Regions from separate parts of the Mus musculus genome. Here all the other regions are linked to region 3. Evidence: chromatin contacts called from public Hi-C and HiChIP or PLAC-seq data. All regions are on one chromosome and are shown on one strand. Each heading gives the region's core, a stretch centred on a gene start, on an enhancer-like site or on the middle of the called end of the contact. The rest is flanking DNA. Distances are from core to core; before and after follow the strand shown.

Region 1 (3,971 bases), core at 449-2,948, 120 kb after region 3:
GGCCTAAAATGAATTCTACAGCCCAGGTTGGCCTGGAACGTGTGATCTTTATGACTATGTATCAAGTGTTAAGACTATAGGTGTGCACTATTACACTTGTCGCACCTATAACACTCGTGTAAAATGAACTGCTCTGGACACTGATGTTTCAAGAGGTCCTCGGAAGAAACAGCTGCCAAACAATGTAACAAGATTCACATTTACTCAGAAAGGATAACCTCTACTACAGGCCATTCAAGAGACAGTATATTCCTATCTCAACAAGTCATTGATGGAAAATAAATAGAAATGCTTTGGTAAGGTGTAAGAAACAATATTTGAAACATTCAGTTTGACTGTATAGCTCAACGTACTTTAATTCAGGCTGCAATCAGTTAACAGATTTGAAATTGATCACATATCCCTAAGCTATATCCCTAAAGAATGGCTCAAGTGACTCTTTACAGTGCCTCCTAATGTAATTGCTTCCATTTTTGTTTTAATGACAGCTAGTCTCTTGTCCCTTTTATCTAGAATACAGAAGTCTGCCCACCCTTCTCAAGGCACTAGGCTGTGTTTGCATTCTGAGCACTGGGCACATAAAAGACCGTGCCCAACACAAAGCAGTGAATGGGCAGGCAGACAAAGGTATGATGAACCAGCGAGCGCTTATATACATTTATATATACACTTATATAAGCTTATATACACCCCTTCATTAAATCCCATGCCCATCCTGTCCCTCTAAATGGATGAAATGTGTTACTGTGTGACACAGGCTCACAAAAACACAAAGTAATTACTTACTATCAGCCTGAAGAAGGACATTACATAGAGGAATGAGGGGTCTCAGTTCATTTCAATAATGCTGGGAAACAAAGACCCAAACCAAGTATAATACACATGGTAATGCCTTTCTCCTTCCCTCCTCCTCCTCTACCTCCTCCTCCTCCTCTACCTCCACCTCCTCCTCTTCCTCCTCCTCCTCTACCTCCTCCTCCTCCTCCTCTTCCTTTACCTCCTCTCCCTCCTCCTCCTCCTCTTCCTCTCTCTCCCTCCCCCTTCTCCTCCTCTCTTTCTCTTTCTTGTTCATTGTTTGTTTGGGGTTTTCTTGAGACAGGGTTTTTCTGTCATCCTGGCTATCCTGGAACTCTCTCTGTAGATCAAGCTTGTGAGGAGCCGCCCTCACATTCACCATTACAAGATGGCGCCGACATCCTGTGTTCTAAGTAGTAAACAAATAATCTGCGCATGTGCCAGGTAGTTTTCCACTCCATGTGCTCTGCCTTCCCGTGACGACAACTCGGTCGATGGGCTGCAGCCAATCAGGGAGCGACACGTCTGAGGCGAAGGACAATCCTCCACAAAAGGGACAGGGTTTTGCCATTCGTCTCTCTTCTCCTCTTGCTCCTGAAGAAGTAAGCAATAAAGCTTTTGCCGCAGAAGATTCCGGTTGTCCTGAGCGTGTTGTTGCCAGTGGGGACAAAAGCTCGGGATGCAAGCTGGCTTCAAAATCACAGATCCACTGTGAGATTACAGACATGCACCACCACCACCCAGCTATTTTTTATTTCTTAAACTTTAGCATGGGGCCTTTTGTTCCCTTGCCTACCTATGTGTAGGCAAACTAACTCACCCAATTTCCCAAAGCATGAGTCTGGCAAACTAACACCTCCACACCTCTCCTGGTCCCTCTTAGAACCCAGCATCTTTGTTTCATCCTAACACTGCAGCATATGCATCTAATACCACTGCTCTCCAGCCAGGAGAGAACTGTGACTTGCCCCCACATTACCCTTATCATCAGCTAATAACCAGGCAGGAGCTCTGCTAATCATTTAAACTAAACAAATGTTTACACTCGCTGAGTCACAGCCTCTCTGACCCAACTGTTGACTCTACCCAAGAGACACACAGGGACCAGCTGCCTGCCAGCCACACAGCTAGTACCAGTGGGCATCTTCCTAATCCATTTCCCTGGCAACCTAAAACAATAACACTTGATGAAGTAGGGCACTGATTTGTAACCCACAGAGACCTGACCTTCCCAAAACTAGTTCTCATCCCCAACTTCCATGACACAAAGGCACAAGATTCACAAATGTTATACAAATGGAACAGCCCCCTCCGCCCCATCTTCTTATGCACTAACTTGAGTTAACTCTGATTACCTATGCATCTACGTATGAGCACAGCAGCTGCTGGGCTCATAAGAAAGGGCAGCTCTCAGCAAAGTACATTATGTATTCTCTTCCATCATGCCCACAAGGTGGAGTCACTCAATGGGTTCCTCCTAGGTAACTATAAAAGAGAGAGTCCCCCCCCTTAAGTGCCTAGTAGGGTGTATTTTCACAATAGAACTGAAATCGTGATTTAAAACAGCACCCCACTGTCTTTAAATAAGCAAACAAGAAACCGTTTATAGCACAGTAAGACTTTGAAAATGATCACAGGACTTTGGAAGCCTGATTTTAAGGTACAATTGACCTCCCCAACCCCTCAAAAAGAATGAATCTGACATTAAGCATTACAAGCAGCCCAAGCTTCATGGTAAGTTTTGAGGAACTGATAATATTGGGGGTGCAGGATGGGCAGATAGAGGGAACTAAGCTTTGGGGTTCAGCAGCAGCAGCTTGGATTGCTGCAACGTGATTACAAACCACAAGGCTCGCCATTTCTGATTGTTACATTGAGCATTTAAGTATGTGTCAAGCCACTGAATCTAATGAGCTCTTCTCTTACTTGCTTCCAAATTAAATAGCAATGCAACCAATTTAGAATGACATCCTAAAATATCTGCTTATAAATTAAACAATAAATCATAAACATGTACCTGAGTGCATCACCTTGACTTAATTTTTTTTTAAATATTGAAAACTTGAAGCACATTTAAAAAAAAAAAAACAAATTTGATACACAGCTAGAAGGGGGGGGAAACAGGATGTAGGGCTGGCTCCCTGGTTTTCTCTGTGCCTTGTTACTTTTTTATTCAAAGACCTTGACATATCTATGAGTGGCATGTAGCACATCTGGTCACTATCACCTCACTCACTGACACCCCACCCCACCCCGTCCTACAAGAACAACAGGGTCTTTGCCCTGGCTATTCTTCCTGCAAGGCATGTTCTTCTCCTGACATCTCTATGTATCCCTCTCGGCCTTTGGCCATTTGGCTAAAATCCTTTCCTCGCAGATGCCCTCCTGGGCCGCCGCCACTACCTGTCTCCTCGGATACATTTCTTTCTTCTAAACGAGTGTATTAATATGCTGGGTGGACAGCAATGTCTCCCAACCCTTCTCCTCACTGAAATGCAAAGCCAACAAAGGCGGGGATCTGTGTCTGTGCTGCTGATCACTGAAGAGCTGGTGCCCCACCGAGTCCGAGGCAAGCCGTGGGTGCTCAGTAGGCACTTCCTTGATAAGTGGGCATATCTTCTGCTGTTGCTTAGATGTGCCGTGCACCTTCCTGTTGAGCTATAGAGTCTGCTGACTCTGCCTCATGGGCCTCTGCCTATTCAAATGCTCTTGCTCTCCTTCCTTGCTCCTCTTCAAGATTTTTCTTCCTCCCTGTGCTCAGTTTAAGATCTTGTTAAAAGGAGCTTTCAGAATAATCGATCTAAAGTCATCCCCGGAAGTCTGCAGAGTGTGAGGAGAATAAGCAGAAGCAAGACCCAGGCTGCCACAGATGCCTCCACCATCTTCGTTTTGTATGGTTTCTGCAATCTTTGGATCTTATCACTGTAAGATCTTACTTAGATATTCCAGAAAGACGCTGGCATTTAATCGATTTAGGAAATAGGTAACCTTCTTTGTATCTGCTTGCTTTGTAGAAAGGAGATTAAATTAAACAGGTACATTAAATTGATTTTATTTTTTTTATCAAAATCTAGGTAAGTACTGTTAAAGGTACTACACATAACTACTTAACACAGATCCAGTGGAATCTGACATTACATTCTTTCTATCTGACAGTACATTCCTTTCTTGCAGCT
Region 2 (3,528 bases), core at 106-2,605, 120 kb before region 3:
TTTCTGGCAGAGCTGTTTCTAAAGCATTGTGGTTTCCTGAGGGAAGATGTTTTCCTCAGAAAGAAAGTAATATTGCTCTCCCAAGGTCTCCTATCAGTTTTCAGAAACCTGAGAACGAGAGAATGGGTACATGGTGATAGCTAGCCACCACTCTGCAAAGGACAGGCTCAGTAAAACTCATGTTCAGTTACAATTAGGTATAAACTTCACAAGGTGCTGATGCTGGGCTGCTTGCTGGGTGCTGGCTTAACTACTGGGTATGATGGAGTAACCTCAGTCACATGACTGGGAAGAGCGATTCCTGAGACTTTGTTGTGGACCTGTCAGGGGCCTTAGGTTCTCAGGAAACACAAACATCATTTTTTTCCCAGACGTAGTTTTGAGAGCTCATGTTCTTAGACAGAAGCTGGCCAGGACAAGGTCAGAGGGCCCATTTGATGTAGTGGTACATGTCAGTCAGGCTTGCACTCTCGGGTAGCTATGCTGCTGGGTACCCTCTCTGCTTACCCCTATTTACCACTTTCCATAGCTCATTCCAATTCTAACCCATCAAATTCCCCCTAGTCTTAATTTCTATGTCACAACTCACTGTACAAGATTCATTTGCAGATCTGATTTGTCACCTTGCACTCTACCTTGATGGATGAGTCACCAGAGAGCAGAGCTAACCTACTCAAGCCGAGAAGCTCTGTCTGAGCCTGGGCTTTGTACACCCTGGACCTACACAGAAGCAACACAATGACTGACAGGTTGAATTAGGCTTAGAAGTCACTGGTTATGCTTCCAAACTTCAGAGACTTACCAATGGAAACTTCAGGTGCTCATCTACATATTTGTAACCACAAAGACTTAACTGTCTGAGTACTAATTATGAACTGTAAGAAAAGGAAAAAAAACTGTAAGAAAAGAAAAACTTTAAGTGACCTTAAACTATAGGAATAAACTGGCTAAACAAATTGTGAAATGGGTTCAAAACATGAGTGAGACCAGTGCATTTAAAAATACTAATATGAAGCCATCAATAACACACAGTTAAGGGAAATGGCAAAGTAAGAAATGAAGGCACATCAGGTGCTTAGAGGTAAATAGTATATCTGGGGAAAAGAACCCAGGAGCAGGCAGCACAAGGCAACTGCCCATGGTAATGAGCACAGCATGGGAGGCAGAGAGAAATCTAATTTCACTGTACTCCTCCTTTATGACTGTGCGTGCATGTTGTTTACTTAAAAGAATCACTGTTTTTAGGTAGACAAAGACAAAAGGTCAATGAATCCTCACCCAGTTCTGGAAAGCCTCAGTAGACTGTCACCCCCAAGAGTCCATCCTTTGTTCTCTATGGTAGAGTCTTAGAATAGTTGTCATTTATTTGAAGTGACAGGCTATCTTGGCATGACAACGGAACTGCTGCCTGCAGAAGTGGGTTAATGACTGGGTGGAAGAGACTGAGATAAAAGATCCTTTAAATATTCTTACCAGTCCAACCAAGTTGCTCTCTAAAGCACACACTTGTCTGCATAATAGCCAGTTTTGCTCTTAAAACCACAGATAAGCTTGCAGGAACTATCTGAATCATGCAGATAAAAATCTGCCTCAAAGGGAAATTTACTTGTGGTATGAAATTACAATAAAATTCCCTAAGGTGATGAAAGTGTAAAAGCCATCCAAACAGCTGCAGTATACATATTTATTTCCACACCACAAAGGACATGAAAGATTCATTTCTACATCCAGATATAGTGTTCTAAATAGCCAAACATCACTGGATGCACGAATGCAGTTGGGCAGACTGAGATGGTCTGATGCAGAAGCAGCAACCTGACAATCCCTGTTTCCTCAGCTGTCAGCAAAGATCACACATGTTAGAGGCCGAGTGTGGTCTCAGGACACTGCTCTGGTTTTAAGAGAGCCATGAACAGTAGAACACGAACTCATCCTGTACTGTCATAGAGAGTTGTCCTATCTACTGCACAGAGAAACCTAGCAAGGGAAGCACAACCACTTCTCTAGAATCTGGTAAATACGCTTTAATAAAGTACTCACTTCTTGTCAGGCCAAAGAATTGCTCTATCTCCATTAAAACTTTATTTGCTGCCTTAGAGTGTAGTTTAAAATGTCTGCAAATAGAGAACTGCTCTTCTTCATATCATATTTGAAGTAACATGATACTCTTTACTGAAGTGAGAATTTGGGTAAAAGTATCAAAGAACTGAAGGTCCTGAAAAGCAAAAGACCTTTCCATACTCACAGGACAATCAGCAAGGACTTTTAGCTCCTCTTATACAGTGCTATGTTACTCTCAGTACTTATTACAGTGAGTAGGGTTACACACCACCTTTTAATGTTTGGATAGACGCTTTTCAAGGTTCCTGCTCTACAGGGGCTTAGGGATATGCCTCAAAGACCAAGACTTGTCTATCATGCCTGAGGCCTCTGAACGACTAGCAGTAAAGAGGGGGAAATGTCTTCTTTATTTACAAAGCACTTTCTGAGAGGATCAATTTTTCTCATTCCTTCTCTTTTTACTAAGAAGAGCAGTGACTGGATGATGGCCGCCATGGTCTGTTCATTCAAGTACTACTAGAACACTCTGAGGCTATTAGGTTATGAGAAGACTGCAGGGGCAAACTGATACTGTTGAAAGAGTGGGTCCATTATGAAACAAGCTCAGCTCCCTGCCTGGTATGAAACACACACACACACACACACACACACACACACACACACACACACACACACACCCCGCTCTCCTTTATACTTTATACCACAAGCTCTCAGTAGATGCTGGAAGTCTTGATCTTAGACTTCCAAACTTCTACCATTATGAAGAAATCACTGTCTGTTCTTCATGAATTGTGCAATCTGGGTGTCTTATAGAAACACAAAATGGATTAGAAAAATGTCTCTGAAAATACATAAATCTTCATTCCAAATGAAGCTGGCATTCACAATAAGTATATATTTGTTGGATTTCTTTGATTTTCCTGCCCTGGGCAATGCAGAAATACTTTGGAATTGCAAAAGCATGCTTGAGGAAATGACCAGAAAATGTATAATGTATATACATCTGGTAGGCAGTGGAATTATCTTATTTTAGAGACGACTTTGCATGTTTAGTTCTGTGTCTGTGAGTGTATGTATGTGTGTACTCTCACGAGAGCACATGCTTGTACATACATGTATGCATGTAAGTAAGTAAGTAAATTTGGGTGTGGCTGTGGACTTTCACATGTGTGCTAAAGCCTGTAGAGGTCAGAATTTAACATTGGGTATAACTCTTCATGCTTATTTCCATGGGAGGAAGGAGCTGAGGCTGGGAATACTTATATGAAACTTACTACTTAAGTACATTTGACTAAGATAACATTTTTAAAATAATGTTTTATAATATTTTATTGGATATTTTCTTTATTTACATTTCATTTTTTCCTTTTTTCAGGTCTTCCCCTGAGAGACCCCCTATCCCATCCCTCCTCCCCCTGCCTCTATGAGGGTGCTCCCCTGTCCACCCACCCTCTCCCGTCTTCTGGC
Region 3 (3,659 bases), core at 1-2,500:
TCTCAAATTTCTTTTGCACAAATTATTCCACTATGAGGACAATAAGTTCTGCCATATTAATTGCTTTATGAAATAGTACAATTCTTAATATTAGCTAGTTCATTTTCTCAATATTTAATTGGTGATGAGTGAACTCCTACCAGGCAAGCCTTGTTTGTTTTCTAACATTCCTGAACCTGTAGAGAGGGCTGCATGTATTAAACTGGCGCTGATGTTGGTATGTTGGTCTGCAGCTCCTGGCCAAGACAGCAACAGAGCAATTGGAGCAGTCAAATTCAACTCTACTTGGGATCTTTTATATTTATATAAACTATTCAAGTCACAGAAACATTCTGATCAAGAAAGTAACAATAAATTTTATGTATTCCTTTGACATAAAAATTTAGGATGATTTTGGAAAAATTAGCATTATTGAAGTTTCAGTATTTAATATGATATCCTTCATTCTTTAAGCATATCCTTAATCTAAAAGTGTTTTGAACAAAAATTTAAACCTACAAAGAGCAAATAGCAATTTTATATACATAAACAAGCACAATTTGTCATCCAATCTTTTATTTGCTGCTATAATACTGTGTGTACTTCTGTATTTGAAGGAAGATATAATGAGGAAAACATGGGCATGCCGTTTTAATGACTTGATAAACTTTTATACTGCTTTGGGACTTCATGAAGCACATAGGTGAATCTGTAAGTACTGTGAAATATTGTAGATGTTCTGTGTAGAGTTGTGGGTAGAAGCTTTATGTGTCATTGGAGGGCAGTATGTGGCTTTTTATACTTCATAGATGAAATACAGTGCAAAAGCTAACTTAAGGTGACAGTCTGAGACTGTTCAAGCCCTTGGACTTATCCTACAAAGAGTGTTTATTCTTTTTTAGGTTACAAGAAAGTAATTGCATTGATTTGTTTTGTGAATGTGGCTCAAAGGGTGGCCAGCAAGCTTCCCTTAAGGCTGATACTTCCCCTACTGCTGGAGCCTGCCCACATGGCCCTAAGCTACACACACACACACACACACACACACACACACACACACACACACACACACACACACAAAGGCTCACAGATAACAGGACAATTGCCAAGCTTTTGCTGAGTATTTCCTTTAATTCTTTTTCTTGGGTCCTGTTCAAAATGTTAGGGTTTTGGTTTTTTTTTTTTTTTTTTTTTTTAAGTACTACTATCAACTCAATGCTCTTGGGTATACCCAGAGAACTGACTGAGCTGGCAAGTATCCAAAAAATATAAATATCCCATACTCAAGTTTCCTTTTATTTGTCCTTCTGAACTTTTCCCACAATATACTATATAGTGCATTTCTCTCACATGTGCTATTAATTAAGATTTTTTAAAAAACAAATCAAGATAGGAATTATTCAATGGTTTTAAGAAGAGATCCATTGCATTCTAAAATGTCACAAGAATATGAGCAATGCAGAGAAATCTGAATGGTTTACTTTTCTGGTTACTCCACAGGAAGATGGGATCCAATTCTGAGGTGAGGCCAGCATTCTAAGGAGCTGAGTCACCACCAGGCCTCTGTCTCCTCCACATTGACGACTCATAGGACTTTGCCTCAGGTCTGAGCTCTACTGATCTTGATCATTCTAACACTCCTCCCTACAACTCAGTTGATCTTCTGTAAATGATAGGACCAGATTACATGATCCCTTGCGCTCTTCCCAGACCTTACAAACTAGGATTAAACCCTTCAGGGGCAAGATGTCTACCCCTTCAGGTTTAGTATAGCATAGCATGAGCTTAATACCTTTGACCATACAACTCTCACAATGGCCTATCAACTTATGCTCTCCTTACTTGCTGATGCTCCCAAAATGGATGCATTCAATACCTAGTTCTATCTTCCTCTTCCTTAATGCTTCCATATAGGTCCCAAACACAATGGTAATTTAAGAAAATGAAAAGTAACCATAGAAACAAATGTTGATCAGGACAAGACTCCAGTTCACAGCAGAAGAGACTTGTGGTGAACACAGGATAGGCAGTGTTTGCAATTAGAAAATTTCTGAGCAGCCTCCATACCCACTCAGAAGGTAGAACTCCCTCTCAGCAGGCAAACTGGTGGGGTTGGGTGGCAGGGAGAGTATTTCTACTTCAGCTAGCTACTTAGCAACAACTCTCCTCTGTTCATTTCTCAGACCACAACGTATGACTATAACCATGGTTCCTTCCACTCTTAATTCTGAAACAATCGTGGCCCAATTAGTTGCTGCTTAAAATCTATTAACTCACTACCTAGTCTCTGCATTAGCTCCATTTTCATAACAGTAGGGGAACGCAGGTATCTAAGGAGTCTGTTCTTGTTCCATACCACAGCCTCTAAGGTACCAATAGGTCATAGATGAGCATATCTGTCCAGAAAGCTTAATGTAGTTAAGCACGGGAATATAAGTGTACAAGCATGTAATACTTGCAAAGAACAAAAAAGAAAGAAGAGGAAAGGGAATATCACTATTAAAGGCTACAGGATGTCAGAGAAGAGGCAGTGTTTAATGCGGTCTTTAAAAGGTGACTCGAGTAGAGTTGATGGTCTGGGGTAGGGACAGGCTAGAAAAAGCAGGTACATTCATTCCTTTGCCAGTACATTCCTCCACCAGCTGCTTCTCCCCTAGCCAGCCATAAAAATTCAACCTGTCATTTGCCACATACAATCAGCTTCTTAGTTGTACAAGTTATATAATGATTTTTTTCTCATATTGAGTTACTTTCTTGTATTGAACAAACAGTATGTTATGATTATAGCTCTTTGTCAAAAACTGACAGCCCCTGGAGATGGAAACTTGTGATCTCAGCATCTAAGGAGACAGATGTCCCAAAAGATCCTGACTTGCCAATGGTTTCCACCTTACTCTACAACAGGCTTTGTGCCTATAATCTTATAATCCAGTTTGCAACATATGAGTTTTCTCATTATTTAACTTGGTCATCTTTTATAAGTTTGAAAAATTAATCCTTTATCAAACACATTACTTGGCAATATTTTCTTCTGATTTGTGACTTGTCTCTTAGTTTTCATAGATCTGTGTTCAGGGACCACAACTTCAATTGATAAACTGTCATCTTCCATAAATTTGGCTAATCTCTAATCTGAAATCACAAGGCTTCCCAGCAGGTCTGTGTCCAGAGATTCTAAACTTTTTATATTGAATACACAAACTTAGTATTGAAATTGGTATTGGTTGCAAGGTGAGTATTGATCTGTTTTGCATTCAAACATCTAATTGTCAAGAGTAACAATTTTTGTAAAAACTACTTCTTGTCCACTTAAGATCAACTGTCTAATTTGTTAGCATTAAGTGGCTCATAATAGCCCTATAAAGACCAATGATTCCTCTAAAGTCAATAGTTATGTTTGCTCATTGGTGGTATAGTAACTCATACCTTGTTCATCTTGGTCAGTCAGGTAAAAATGTATTAATATTCGCACAGCAAAAACAAACAAAAAAAAAACATCAGCTTTCTGTTTAACTGTCTTCTCTACTGCATTTCCGTTCTCTATTTCACTGATTCCACTGTGGTTATTATTCTCCCTCTGTTTTGGGGAAATAAATAAATAAATGTGATGCTCTTTTCCAATACGCTTAGAGAAAAAGCTTAGATTTTAAGTTGAGATCATATTTCTTTTCTAAAATGTA

What was found. A called contact is a pair of places that touch in the nucleus more often than the background predicts. HiChIP or PLAC-seq counts read pairs in DNA pulled down with a chosen protein or histone mark.
Region 1: a contact with region 3 is called in a FOXA1 HiChIP or PLAC-seq map of pancreatic cancer cells. The contact joins two enhancer-like sites. A contact is called at or near these places in 1 of 15 datasets of contacts at CTCF or cohesin (the NIH/3T3 cell line), 1 of 484 Hi-C or Micro-C datasets (muscle stem cells), 2 of 115 datasets of contacts at active chromatin or transcription factors (bone marrow-derived macrophages and pancreatic cancer cells) and 2 of 9 other capture datasets (adipose tissue and pancreatic islet).
Region 2: a contact with region 3 is called in a Hi-C map of 3T3-L1-derived adipocytes, with 4 times the contacts expected there. The contact joins two enhancer-like sites. A contact is called at or near these places in 1 of 39 promoter capture datasets (the 3T3-L1 cell line), 1 of 15 datasets of contacts at CTCF or cohesin (the NIH/3T3 cell line), 1 of 484 Hi-C or Micro-C datasets (3T3-L1-derived adipocytes) and 2 of 9 other capture datasets (adipose tissue and liver).

Annotation. Positions count from the first base shown.
Region 1 is chr5:5,298,588-5,302,558 of GRCm38.p6, forward strand. The region is part of intron 2 of Cdk14 (cyclin-dependent kinase 14); the gene reads right to left. Among named protein-coding and RNA genes, the nearest start is that of Gm30151, 70 kb to the right of the region's middle. Within about 2 kb of position 1,699, at least 25 of the 459 cell types and tissues checked have an H3K27ac peak or open chromatin away from gene starts, as enhancers often do. A contact at or near this core is called in pancreatic cancer cells, where this site is marked.
Region 2 is chr5:5,054,871-5,058,398 of GRCm38.p6, forward strand. All of the region lies in intron 8 of Cdk14 (cyclin-dependent kinase 14), which reads right to left. Among named protein-coding and RNA genes, the nearest start is that of Fzd1, 300 kb to the left of the region's middle. Within about 2 kb of position 1,356, at least 31 of the 459 cell types and tissues checked have an H3K27ac peak or open chromatin away from gene starts, as enhancers often do.
Region 3 is chr5:5,179,396-5,183,054 of GRCm38.p6, forward strand. The region is part of intron 5 of Cdk14 (cyclin-dependent kinase 14); the gene reads right to left. Among named protein-coding and RNA genes, the nearest start is that of Gm30151, 190 kb to the right of the region's middle. Within about 2 kb of position 1,251, at least 80 of the 459 cell types and tissues checked have an H3K27ac peak or open chromatin away from gene starts, as enhancers often do. A contact at or near this core is called in pancreatic cancer cells, where this site is marked.